Linked DNA regions of Mus musculus: region 2 is linked to region 1. A link is a contact called in public Micro-C data. All regions are on one chromosome and are shown on one strand. The core of a region is the stretch at or near the end of the contact, and the rest is flanking DNA. Distances in the headings are between cores, read along the strand shown.

The links. Hi-C and Micro-C count contacts between places; a contact is called where the count stands out from the background.
Region 2: a contact with region 1 is called in a Micro-C map of embryonic stem cells, with 11 times the contacts expected there. The contact joins the promoter of Cd81 here to the promoter of B130016D09Rik in region 1. A contact is called at or near these places in 2 of 39 promoter capture datasets (hippocampal neurons and liver) and 1 of 484 Hi-C or Micro-C datasets (embryonic stem cells).

What each region holds. Positions count from the first base shown.
Region 1 is chr7:142,280,877-142,286,274 of GRCm38.p6, reverse strand. B130016D09Rik (a long non-coding RNA gene) reads right to left here and starts at 2,812. Exons shown (of 1, transcript XR_003946899.1): 1 at 1-2,812. It overlaps Gm45889 (a long non-coding RNA gene), which reads right to left and starts at 3,061. Exons shown (of 2, transcript XR_870059.2): 1 at 2,809-3,061. It overlaps Gm10013 (keratin-associated protein 5-1), which reads left to right and starts at 5,336. Exons shown (of 2, transcript XM_011242029.2): 1 at 5,336-5,398. The coding sequence starts at 5,336.
Region 2 is chr7:143,050,280-143,055,677 of GRCm38.p6, reverse strand. Cd81 (CD81 antigen) reads right to left here and starts at 2,928. Exons shown (of 8, transcript NM_133655.2): 1 at 2,612-2,928. The coding sequence starts at 2,677. It overlaps R74862 (expressed sequence R74862), which reads left to right and starts at 1,992. Exons shown (of 5, transcript NR_110354.1): 1 at 1,992-2,641.

The DNA.
Region 1 (5,398 bases), core at 1,563-4,062:
ACATAAGGCTGAATAGAGCCAGAGTTTTCCTCACCATCTTCCCAAGTCAATAACTGTGAACTCTGGAGAGTATTTTTTGATTGTCCAATTTCCTGTAAATGAGTTAAAGAGGCCTTTAACAGCCAGGCAGCGGGCCAGGCACTTTGTGAGATTACAGTGGAATCAGCACCTGAGTCTAAGAGGCCCTCAAAGCTCTTGCTGTTTATCTTAAGGCAGAGTGTAGGGCGGTCTTTGGTAATTGCTTGGAACCAGTAAAGGTCTGATGACCCTGGCTGCGAGGAGCCACGACGTGTGCCCATTGCTGGATAGGAAGTGTCTAAAGGATAGGAAGTGTCTAAAGGTAGAGGCAGGGCTTGTGCTAGACGTTGCCCTTTGAATATAGATATTGGACTTTGAGAGGCACTAACTAAAATTTTAATTTCTCCAGTGTAGTCATTATCTACTAATGAGGGATGGACAGTAAGTCCTTTTAAAGTAGCGGAAGCACGCCCTAATATTAGAAAATAAGTATTGGGTGGAGGAGGCCCATAGACCCCCTGAGAAGGATGTGAACGCCATCCTCTCACGGGGGGCGTGGGGGGGGGGTGTTAAAACTGAGTCCAAAAACAAGTCCAATCCTGCGCTACCTGTAGTGGCTCGGGAGAGACCAGTGGCTGTTTTGTCTGCCGGCTGTTCCCTGTGGCTGGAAGAAATGGGGTGGTTTTGGGGAATCTGGGATGTCCCCCATACCTGTTTCCCTAAAAGGGAGGCAGGAGATTCCCAGAAGCATCTGTTGGGGATCGGCAGGTGCTTGCCCAATGTTTGCCTTTTTTGCAGCGTGGACAAAGAAAATTGGGCCGTGTAGGCCGAGAAGAATAGTCAGTAGGTGGTGCTGGAGCACCGTTAAGGGAAAGCGCAGTGGGACACTGTCGTGCGAAGTGTCCAGGCTGACCACATTTAAAACAGCTTTTCTGCCGGCTGGCTTGCTGAAGAGCCGCGCCTAATGCCATAACAGGCTGAAGAGCTGCACCCATTGCAAGACTGACTGTCTGGGACATTTTGTGAGTGAACATATCTACATCACGGCAAAGATGAATCATCTCATTAAGATCCTTGTTTCTAATCTTACCGCGCAAGACAGCTTTGCATGCCGAATTAGCATTTTCATAAGCCAATTGTTTAACAAGTTTATTGTCTGCATGACCCAGGGTCCTCTCTGCAGTCTCAAGCAAACGACTCACAAAATCACTATAGTCTTCCTGGGCTCCTTGAATGACTTTGGTTAGAGGCGTAATAACTGAACCTTTCATAGGAATACCGCGCCAAGCTCCCAGGGCTGCATTAGCAGTCTGAGCCAAAAGACCCACAGAGAAGTGTTTTTGCCTGGCTTCTGTCGCGTATTTACCTTGACCAGAAAGCTTTTCAAAGGTCCAGCCAGCAGATGGCGCCCGAGGATTTTTCTGATTAGCCACTGCAATTGTCTGGCACCGATCGAGGAAATCGGCTTTCCATGAGAGAAATTGCCCGCGTGTTAACACAGTTTGGATTACTTTGATCCACTCACTAGGGAGCATATGTTCGCCTCCCGGAAGAGCTTCTAGGAGCGAAAGCGTGTAGGGGGCAGATGGGCCATAAGTTCTAACCGCAGAGTTAAGCTCTTTTAAGAGCTTAAAACGTAGTCTGCGGAATTCTGTTTGTTGGACAGGAGCAGAAATTTGTTCCTCTGGCTCACGTTCTACTTCGTTTTCACACTCATAATCTTCTCCGCCCTCGCTGTTAGTGTCCGAGGAGAGGTCGGCCTGGGGCCTTTCTAAAGGCCCAATTTCTGCAGAAGCAGATTCGGCACGGGTGGCTGGGGGCTGTGTCTCCGCCGTAGAAGTGGGCGGGTCGTAGCTAGCAGCTCTCGTGGAGCGAGTAATTACGGGGGAAGCCAATGTTTTAGTTTTTACCGCTCGCGGAGCTTTCTTTTTTACGCCGCCCGAGGCTGAGGCTGGGGGAGGGGCAAGGATAGTCTCTTTTAAAGAATTTTGGAGTGAAGCGAGCTCTGTGGAAAGGCGGGCGTACTGTTGCTGGAGCTCTAAAACTTCTTGTAATCCTGCTACCTGAGACGCGAGCTTGTCTTTAGCATCAATGAGAGTAGGGACCGGCAGCGCCTGGGGCCACGGCTCGGGAGCGCAGATTGGTGGCAGGTAGGACGAGGCATTGCAGGGAGGAGCTGAAGCGCCCGGCAATCGCTCGGGCTTACGGGGACGGACTATCTCTTCCTCTAAAGTGTCTGTGTCCCCAGAAATTAAAGGGCTTTCAGCCAAAGATTTTTTAAATTCTAGATTGATCAGTGGCGGGTCAGCAGGCAATGCGCTTACCGGGATATGGGGGTAGAGAGCAGTCTGCAGGACTTCGGGCCTGTCTGCAGCTATTGGAGGCTTTTTAGTAGGGAGGGAGCTCTCTGAAGCTTCCAGAGACAGGGGACAGAGGCAATATTCTGCCACTGACAAAGGCTGCTGTTTCTCTGGATCATCAACTGCACTTTGTATTAAATCACGGATTAGACTCCAATAAGTAAATATATTTGCAGGAATAGCATCGGGGTCCTGCTTTGCCAAAATTTCACTTAATTCTCTTCCTACTCTTATCCATTTCTTACAATGTATCTCTGCGCCATCTATAATAAACCATGGACCTGCCTGGTCTATGAAAATAAAAAAGTTTATCAAATCTTTCTTTTTAACTCTAACTCCTCTTTCCCTGAGAGCCACCTTTAAGCCTTTTATAAAGGCTGCCTCTTTAGAAAGCTTAGTTCCCATTTCTCAGTGGAGATGAATCACTTACCAAGGATTTCTCTCTCCGGTGAGCTGCTGAAGCAGTCCTTCACTTCTTTTTTCTTGGGGTCCCTACGAACTTCTCTGGGGGAGTCAAACTCCGTAATCTCCACCTAAGGCAAAACGCTCCGAACCTCAGTTAGGCGCCACTTGTCCCACCCAGCAGGACCCAGTTCTTCCTGGGTGCAAGGGGGACCACAAACCTGAAGAGAAATGCGAGGAAAGGAAGGAGACGCAGAGACAAAGAAGGGTTCCTATCAAGGTCTCAGTTTATTAGGCTGAAATGCCAGGTTTTAAGGGGAATAGGGAGGGGTTGAGGGGGATCAACTAAGAACAAAGAAGTGGGCATCTGGGGACATGAAGGCCTAATTCAAACTGCAGGCGGCCAGGCACTCTTATCTCTGGAATGTAGAATCCTCCTTAACAGCCTTGGGTGTCAGGCTGGGCTCAGCTTGTAACTCATGTCCTTTGAAGTCTTGGGAGTCAGGAAGAGATAAGGAAGAGGGGACTATAATTCAGCTTTTTACAGCCTCAGGTGCCAGGAAGGAAACAGGGAGGAGGGGGTGAAGACCAGCTCCTTAGCACAAGGCCATTTGGCTTGTTAGGGTGGAAAACTTTGAAAGGCCTACTTTCTTATGGTATGGTCTCCAACATTTAGGGTGCCCATCTATGTCCTCATACAAATAAACAAAACAAAATAAAACAGGACCCCTGCTAGTCATCCTACACCCAAGTCTCTCACTAACATGCAACCAAATTAGGTGTTTATAGTACACACTAAAAATCAAGCTTGCCCTGCAAGATTGAGTACATAATAAGGTCAAAAATAAGCAGGATAGGAAATAAAGAGATGAACCCACATACGAATGTGTTCACCAAAAGACAAAGCAGAGCAGCAGAAAGATGAGACCAGCTGCTGGGTAAGACTGTGCCCTCCTGATTACTCAGCTAAAAAGGAAGGGGAGGGAGTGATGTCCCCTGCAGGAGGATTGTTAAGATGTGCTCTGCATTCATTCAGGGTGCCACAGGGTGCTGAGGACCAGATTTGCAAAGTTGTAAATTACTCCATGTCACCTTTGCTGCTCTGAGCCCCAAGGACTCTCTTATGAAGGAAGGGTCCTTCTTCCTCATATGAACTTCCCAGCTAAGCTCACCAATGGCCAAGAAAGGCTGATGCTCTCAAAAAACTCAATTTATTTCTCTGCTGTACCCTGTAGAGTCAAAATAGCTAATACTGGTTGACTGGGAAGATGAGAAACTTTGTCAGGCAAAGTAATACTGCCCCAGGGTGGATCCCTATACTTCGCTCCAACCCAGGTCACCTAGCTGTGAGCATATCTTGACTGTCTACTCAAATCCTCAGTGAAATACTTAGGATCTGGAGGTTGGGCCCTGGAGCTCTAAAAATCAAGGTTCAACCACCCTTCCTCCACAGCACAGTTACACAGACTAGTAATAACAAAACACAGAGAAGAGACACTTAGTAGAGGTGGCCACATTGAAAGGGGAACAGAGAGGGCCACTCTCTGGCATCCCTACTTGATATTCAGATTTAAATGGAGAGGAGGTGTCCATAGCTAAGCAGTCCTGGTCAAAGTATGGTCATGCCCATTACCAACCCATCATTCTCATGGCTCTCATAAGGTGGAATCTTCCCCAGGAATGAATCCCCTCCCATCCTTTACCTGCCCATGGGTCCATACAACTCACTGGAATACAGTAGAAGAACCTGGGAATTCAGAACCTCCCTCTAGATTTAGATCTGTGCTGTGACCTTGTAACTCTGGCTGACCTGTAACTCTCTATAAAGACCCAGCTAGCTTAGAACTCACAGAGATCTGTCTGCCTCTGGCTCCCAGATGCTGGGATGAAAGACATACATGTCCACACTCTAGTTTGTTGAAAAACACTACACTTACACAGGATGATATTTTCTAAGAAAGGAAAGTCATGTTGGGAAGAAAGGATGGGGCAATTCCCTCAAATCCCGCTTGTGAATACCAAGGTCTGGCATAGCCCAGGAGAAGAAGATGACCAAGTGACCTGTGAGTCACAGGTTTCAGGTCAGAGGAGGAAGCCACCAATGTTACAGCCTGATGAGAGTGAGTGCTGAGGTGGGCAAGTGGAGCCTGAAACCCAGGAGGCAGGCACACAAACAGCAGGAAGTGCTAGTGATGGGATGGGATGGGAACAAGGTTTGCCCATGTCTCTTTACAGCTCAAAGGAAGGGGGCTGGGCATCTTCTGATGGACACTTGTTAATGTTTACAAGTTAATGGGAACATCTGTGGGAAGGAAGATGAGGTAGTCTGCTTGAGAAAGGAAAAGGGAAACAAGTAATATATAGGACCAGACAACACCATGCACAAGAGAATCCTAAGCTATGACACATCCAGGATCCAGGAAGTGAGCATGGGCATCCTCACACCTGACTTGGGCAGGATATAAAGACCCCAGGGTCAGAAGGCTCCACACCAGCACACCTTCCTCTCCACCTGCTCCTCTGATCTACTCCATCCTCAACCAAACACCAGAGCCATGACCTGCTGTGGCTGTTCAGGAGGCTGTGGCTCCAGCTGTGGGGGCTGTGGCTCCAGCTGT
Region 2 (5,398 bases), core at 1,679-4,178, 770 kb before region 1:
TGCCAGCCGGTGACTATTGCCAGAGGAGACTGGACCCTTAATCCCAGACCTGTCTCAGGGGATGAGTAACCACCCTGCTTCTAAGAGCATCTTACATGGTCTCTGCTGCTCACCGCTCATCTTTCAGGTTTGTGTCCTGCCCCATATATCTTGGGAGTCCAGAACTCTGCTGGCCCCAATATAGGTTCTGAACTCAAGCCCAAGGAGGACTGGTGGGAGTGACAGCAGGCAGGTTAGTGTGCCCGGAATGTCCCCTCCCACAGAGAAACCACTTTAATCTTCAAACTGGAAATTTTAAAAAGTGTCCATCGAAACATTTACTGTCAACCAAATCTCCCTTCTTAGAGCTCTTAGCCCCCGCCCCCACCACGGCCCAAAGGACCTCTCAGCCCCCTCCTTAGGCCCTTCTGACATCATTGCTCAGCTTCCTTTGGCCCCACTCCCTTTTGGAGACTGTGTCCAGTGTCCATTTCCTGAGCCTTCTCTGCTCCAAGCCCCTTGCCCCACTCTGGAGTACATTAGCTAGTCTACACACAATCCTAGGAGACAGAGACCCCCAAGAACTCCCACTTTAGAGGGAGGAAGTGAAGACTAAGGGCCAGAGTGGTGGGGTGGGGCTCCCCAAAGGTTCAATTTCATGATATCAGGGAACTATCAGCCACAGTACAAACCTTGCCACACGAGGGACAAAAGGAGTCCCTCTGCCAGGGTGGTGTCCACCAGTTGTAGCCTGGTTCTGCTCCACATCCCTATCCACTGTGGGGCCAACATGAGTAGGGAGGAGAGGTCTGTGGGATTGTGAAAGGCTACAGTTTTCACTGTTCTGCAGTCAGTAGGCAGGTCCCTGGGAGCAGGGAGAGGCTTCAGAACCGTTTCCTGGAGCCTCAATAGAGACCCCAGGGACATGTTGGGACTCCACCCCAGCTGCCTGGGAAACGAGCAGCTTCACCCAGCCTCAGCACTCCAGGGAGTCTGAGGGTCTAGCGCTTGGATCAGGTGGGTGAGCAAAAAAAGAAAAAAAAGAAAGAAAGAAATACCCTACAGGATCCTGACATCCCACATCTGAAGAATAATGGGGGTGGGGTGGGGTGGATAACACACTTCTTGAGGGTGCATTCAATTCCTTGCATGGTTCAGAGTAGGCAAGCACTGTCCAACATGACTACCCAGTCGAGACCCCAAGGCATGCCCGGGCAGAGCAAGTTTAACCCCATCGCCCATGCTGCTCCCTAGAATGTGTTCTCTGGAGTCACCGTGACTGACAATCTTGGTCCCTGCAGCACCGCGTGAGCATACATAGCCCCAGCTGAGTTCAGCCCAGTTCCTGCCCATCCCCAACGTCTTATTCCCCTCCACCCCACCCTGACCCGCCCTGGGATCTTCAGCAGTCCTCGATGGAAAACAGGTGTCCCCTGTCCAACACACTCACTCCAGGGGCCGTTGTACAAGTTTGCCCTCTCAGGAACAACTTTAGAGAAACATTGTCTTGGCATAACCTCATTTCTTCCTGGGAAGGAGGGTGGTGGGAACAGCAGTCTGTGCACTGCAGCAGGGAGGGTGGCACCACTGTCCAGAGGAGTGGCCAGCACTGCTCACTCAAGTGCCCGCAGGCAGGTCTGTTAAGACTCCCCATTCCCAACCCAGTTAGGAAATGGAAAGAAGCCCATACCACCAATGGCTACTCCCCAGCAGTGAAGACAGTCAGGACCCAGGGACACTTGGAGACCCTCTTATACCCATGTCTCCTTTCCAAGATGACCAAATGGGTGTGCACTTCTTTCCAAAGTGGAGAGCCCAGCTTAGATCCTGTATATAGGAAAAGATCCTAAGCTCCTGGTTTGTACAGATCCCAGATCTTTGCAACACCCTGGCCTTCACCAACTCAGAACTGCATACCCTCTTCCTCTCAGGATCTAAGGGTCAGGCCGGGGCTGTAATCTGTGCAGGAGACGACAGGCAAGGAGGAGGGGCAGCTGGGGGAATGGGGGTGGGGGTGGCCAAGAACTGGGGCACCGTGCGCAGCAGCACGCGGCCCGGGCTGCCCTGCCTTCTAGGCCTGGAGCTCGAGCCCCCAGGGTGGCAATACCAAGCTGGAGGGTAAGCAAGGGTGGAGTAATAGTGGGGTTGAGGTCTCCGAGGCAAGTACGGAGCGTGCCCCCACCACTTCGAGGCCGCCTATCCAGGGGCGGTGGCTAGGATGAGCTCATGGGGGCGGGGCGCCAAGATCCCGCCCTTCTCGACCCCCCTCACTGCTCGCGATGCAGGATGGTCCCCAAAACAACATTCAGGAGGGTGCGAGTACCCCCTTCATAGCTGAGGGCTCTTGATTACCTGGCTCTAGCCCGCAGACTCTTGCACCAGTTCCCAGCACTCAGAGGGGACAGGCCAGCGATCCCCTGATTTCCCGGCCCCAGAAGCCCCTCGAGCCGAGGCCCAGAAGCTCAGCCCTCGGCCTCAACCCGCTGGCGAGGGGCGCCAGGACCCCGATCGGCGCACGGAGCCCACAGGTGGCGCCGCAACTTCGCGGTTGCGCTGCGCCTTCTCAGCAGGGCCTAGCGCGCTGCCCAGCCTGGCTACCGTGGGGTGCGCCCTGTCCCCAGTGGCTGCTCACCCAGAAGACGAAATTGAAGACGAAGAGCAGGTATTTGATGCATTTGGTGCAGCCCTCCACCCCCATGGCGGTGCGCGGCCTGCGGAGCTTGGATTGGTCCTGGAGCGGGCGGTATGGGGACGCAGTACCGGGGTCCGGGACTGGCAGATAGCCTGGAGCGCTTGCGGGCCGGAGAACTGCGTTGCGGAGAATGAGACGTAGGGTAGAGAAGGGCTGGAGGCCTAGCCGGAGGCGCGAGAGTCACTATCTCTTTGAAGCAAGGACGCGCTCGCTCGGACCGGGCGCGCGCGCCTAGCTCCTCACTCTTTATAGACCTCTAGGTCCCGCCCCTCCGAGGCCCCGCCCAGAGGACGCTCCACCCCTGGCCCCGCCTTCCGCCCGCGGGGTGCCCGGACCAGGGGTACTTGGGTGGGTGCTGCCACCTCAGTCCCAGAGTAAGCGTTCTGGAACTTGGTGCAGCTGGTTCTTGGGGACTCGGTGCACTGTGCGTGCGCAGGATGAATCTCCAAGTTTCTTAAGGGTTCCCAACCCTCGGGGCAGGCTTCTGGGTCGCGACTAAGAACTGGCCACAAGATACTGCCCCAAAGAAGCCACACTTACTTCCTCCGGTACTCGGACGCCTTGGACTTTCCCGGAGGGTACCCTAGTGGAGGTGTCTCGACAGTAAAGAGTCTTAAAAGTTAACATGTTTTGTGTATATTGATCTCCCAGGCAGCAACTCCGTGGGCCTGAAGGTCTAGAATGGAATTCTTTGTAGCCTTGCTAATCCCCTATCTCACAGATAGAGTTCCTGGCTGCAGTTCTGGAGGCTGCATTTGGGAAGGTCAATAGTGTACCCAATGTCTTTAGCCAGTCTTTAGGCTCGAGAACCCTCAGGGGCACCTTCAAATATTCATGCCATCCTGGCTGTGCCTTCCAAGAGTCCATCCTCCATCCTCTAGCTGGTTCCCTGAAAGCTGGGATTAATAAGGAAGTGAGGAAAGATTCAGAGGGCAGAGGTGCTTCCTTCCCGGGTGAGGAATGGCTGCTGTCATCATAGATGATATTCCTGTGAAATCTTGGCATTCCCTTCCCCAAACTGAAGGGCAATGGGGCTGCTTCATTAGACTCACTGGGAACCATGGAAGGACCAGTTCCCAAGACTCAGCCTTTTCCAGGTCACTCCATGTTCTTAAATCTTTGAGCAGTTAAGGACATTGTTCCCTATGGAGATCACACCTGGCACCCCTCTGGCTACAGGACACTGGAAATATGTTTAAAAAGGAATAGATATACATATATATTTAAACAAAGGAAAGGAATATCTATAATATATATGTGGAGAGAGAGACAGACAGACAGAGACAGACAGACAGACAGAGAATGAGAATCTCACAATGTAGCCCTGGTTCCTGGAACAGAGCTCTGTCTACTTTTGCTTCCTAAGTGCTGAGACTGTAGGTTTAGGACACCATGCCCAGTTGTCTAAAGGGCGAAAATTTGAACTATGTATAATTTACATGTAAACCTGATGATTGGCCAGTAGCTGCCTGGGTGGAGCTATCTCTACTCGGCTAGGCTAGTAGGCTTCTTGAGAGTTAATTTGTGCATTTGTTTTGGCTTCAGGCTGGTATAGCTGCTACAGTGAAGGATTGTGTCCACATTTATAGTTCTTGGAGGCTGAAGTGGTGTCACAACAAAAGTAACACTAGTCACCAAATGCTGGAGTAATATCACACTAAAAGTCATTTGAGTCTCCAGGAGGGAGTCTCTTAGGATTCTTTTTATTTAAAAGTGGGCAAGAATAGTTCTTGCACGTGCAGAGATGGGGACCTGCTTTCTCTTCAGATCTCCACTGTCTCCAGTGATGGGGATACCTCATGCCTAAAGTGGGGTTACACATTGAACGTCATGCAGGGCCAGCTGTTTTGTTTATGTACTGTGTGATACATCTGGGTTTAGTGAATGCCATTGTGTTCCTGGAACTGTTCCAAGGGCTATGGACAGCCTAGAAACCAAGGCTGCTTCTTTGGGGCCCTTAGGTTCTGGTCACATACATGCTATGGAGAGAGTTTCCATGATGTTTGACCAATCATGGTAGGGAATTTTTTTGTAAAGCAGTTTTCCTCCAAATTAAAACATCCCTTTCTGGAGGGAAAGTATTAAGACTCCGGAAATGAACAACTAACAAGTTTTAGACGTTCCTGAAACTAACAGGTCCCTTCCTCCCTAAAGATACATAATTAGGAAGACAGCCCATGCTTTGACCTATTCAAGTGCCATTCTCCAGGGTTCCAGCTTTTGTGAGCCATCACCTATGCTGAGGTTTTTGGTGACACAGCTCCCTTTGAGTTGTCTCTGATGCTGTAAGTAACCCCTCACCCATACTTTTGTAAGTAACCTAAATCAACTAATCGGTTTACCAAGTTGGACTTTGGTAGGAAGCTCTTGGATCAGGAACAGATATGGGCAGAAGGCCAGACAGGTCTGAGTTAGGTGGAAGGCAGACTTAGGCTGCATTCTGTTCCCATTGAAGGGGTTGGGGTAGGGAACAATCTCATAGGCCCAGGAGACTTGCTGAGATGACTGGTTGGTTGCAAGAGTACAAGGGGTGCCTTGCAGAGCCTGCACCTGTGAGCACTACATCTTAAGTGACTTGTCCAACATCCTGCCAGCTGGCCTTATAAGGACATGGGGGAACCAAGTAGGTACCCAGAGGGTGCATCAGAAAATGTCCCCGGCGGTTAGCTCAGCCTGAAAATATCTCTTTTCTGGCTTCCAAGAAAACAGTGATGAAGCTCAAGCCCA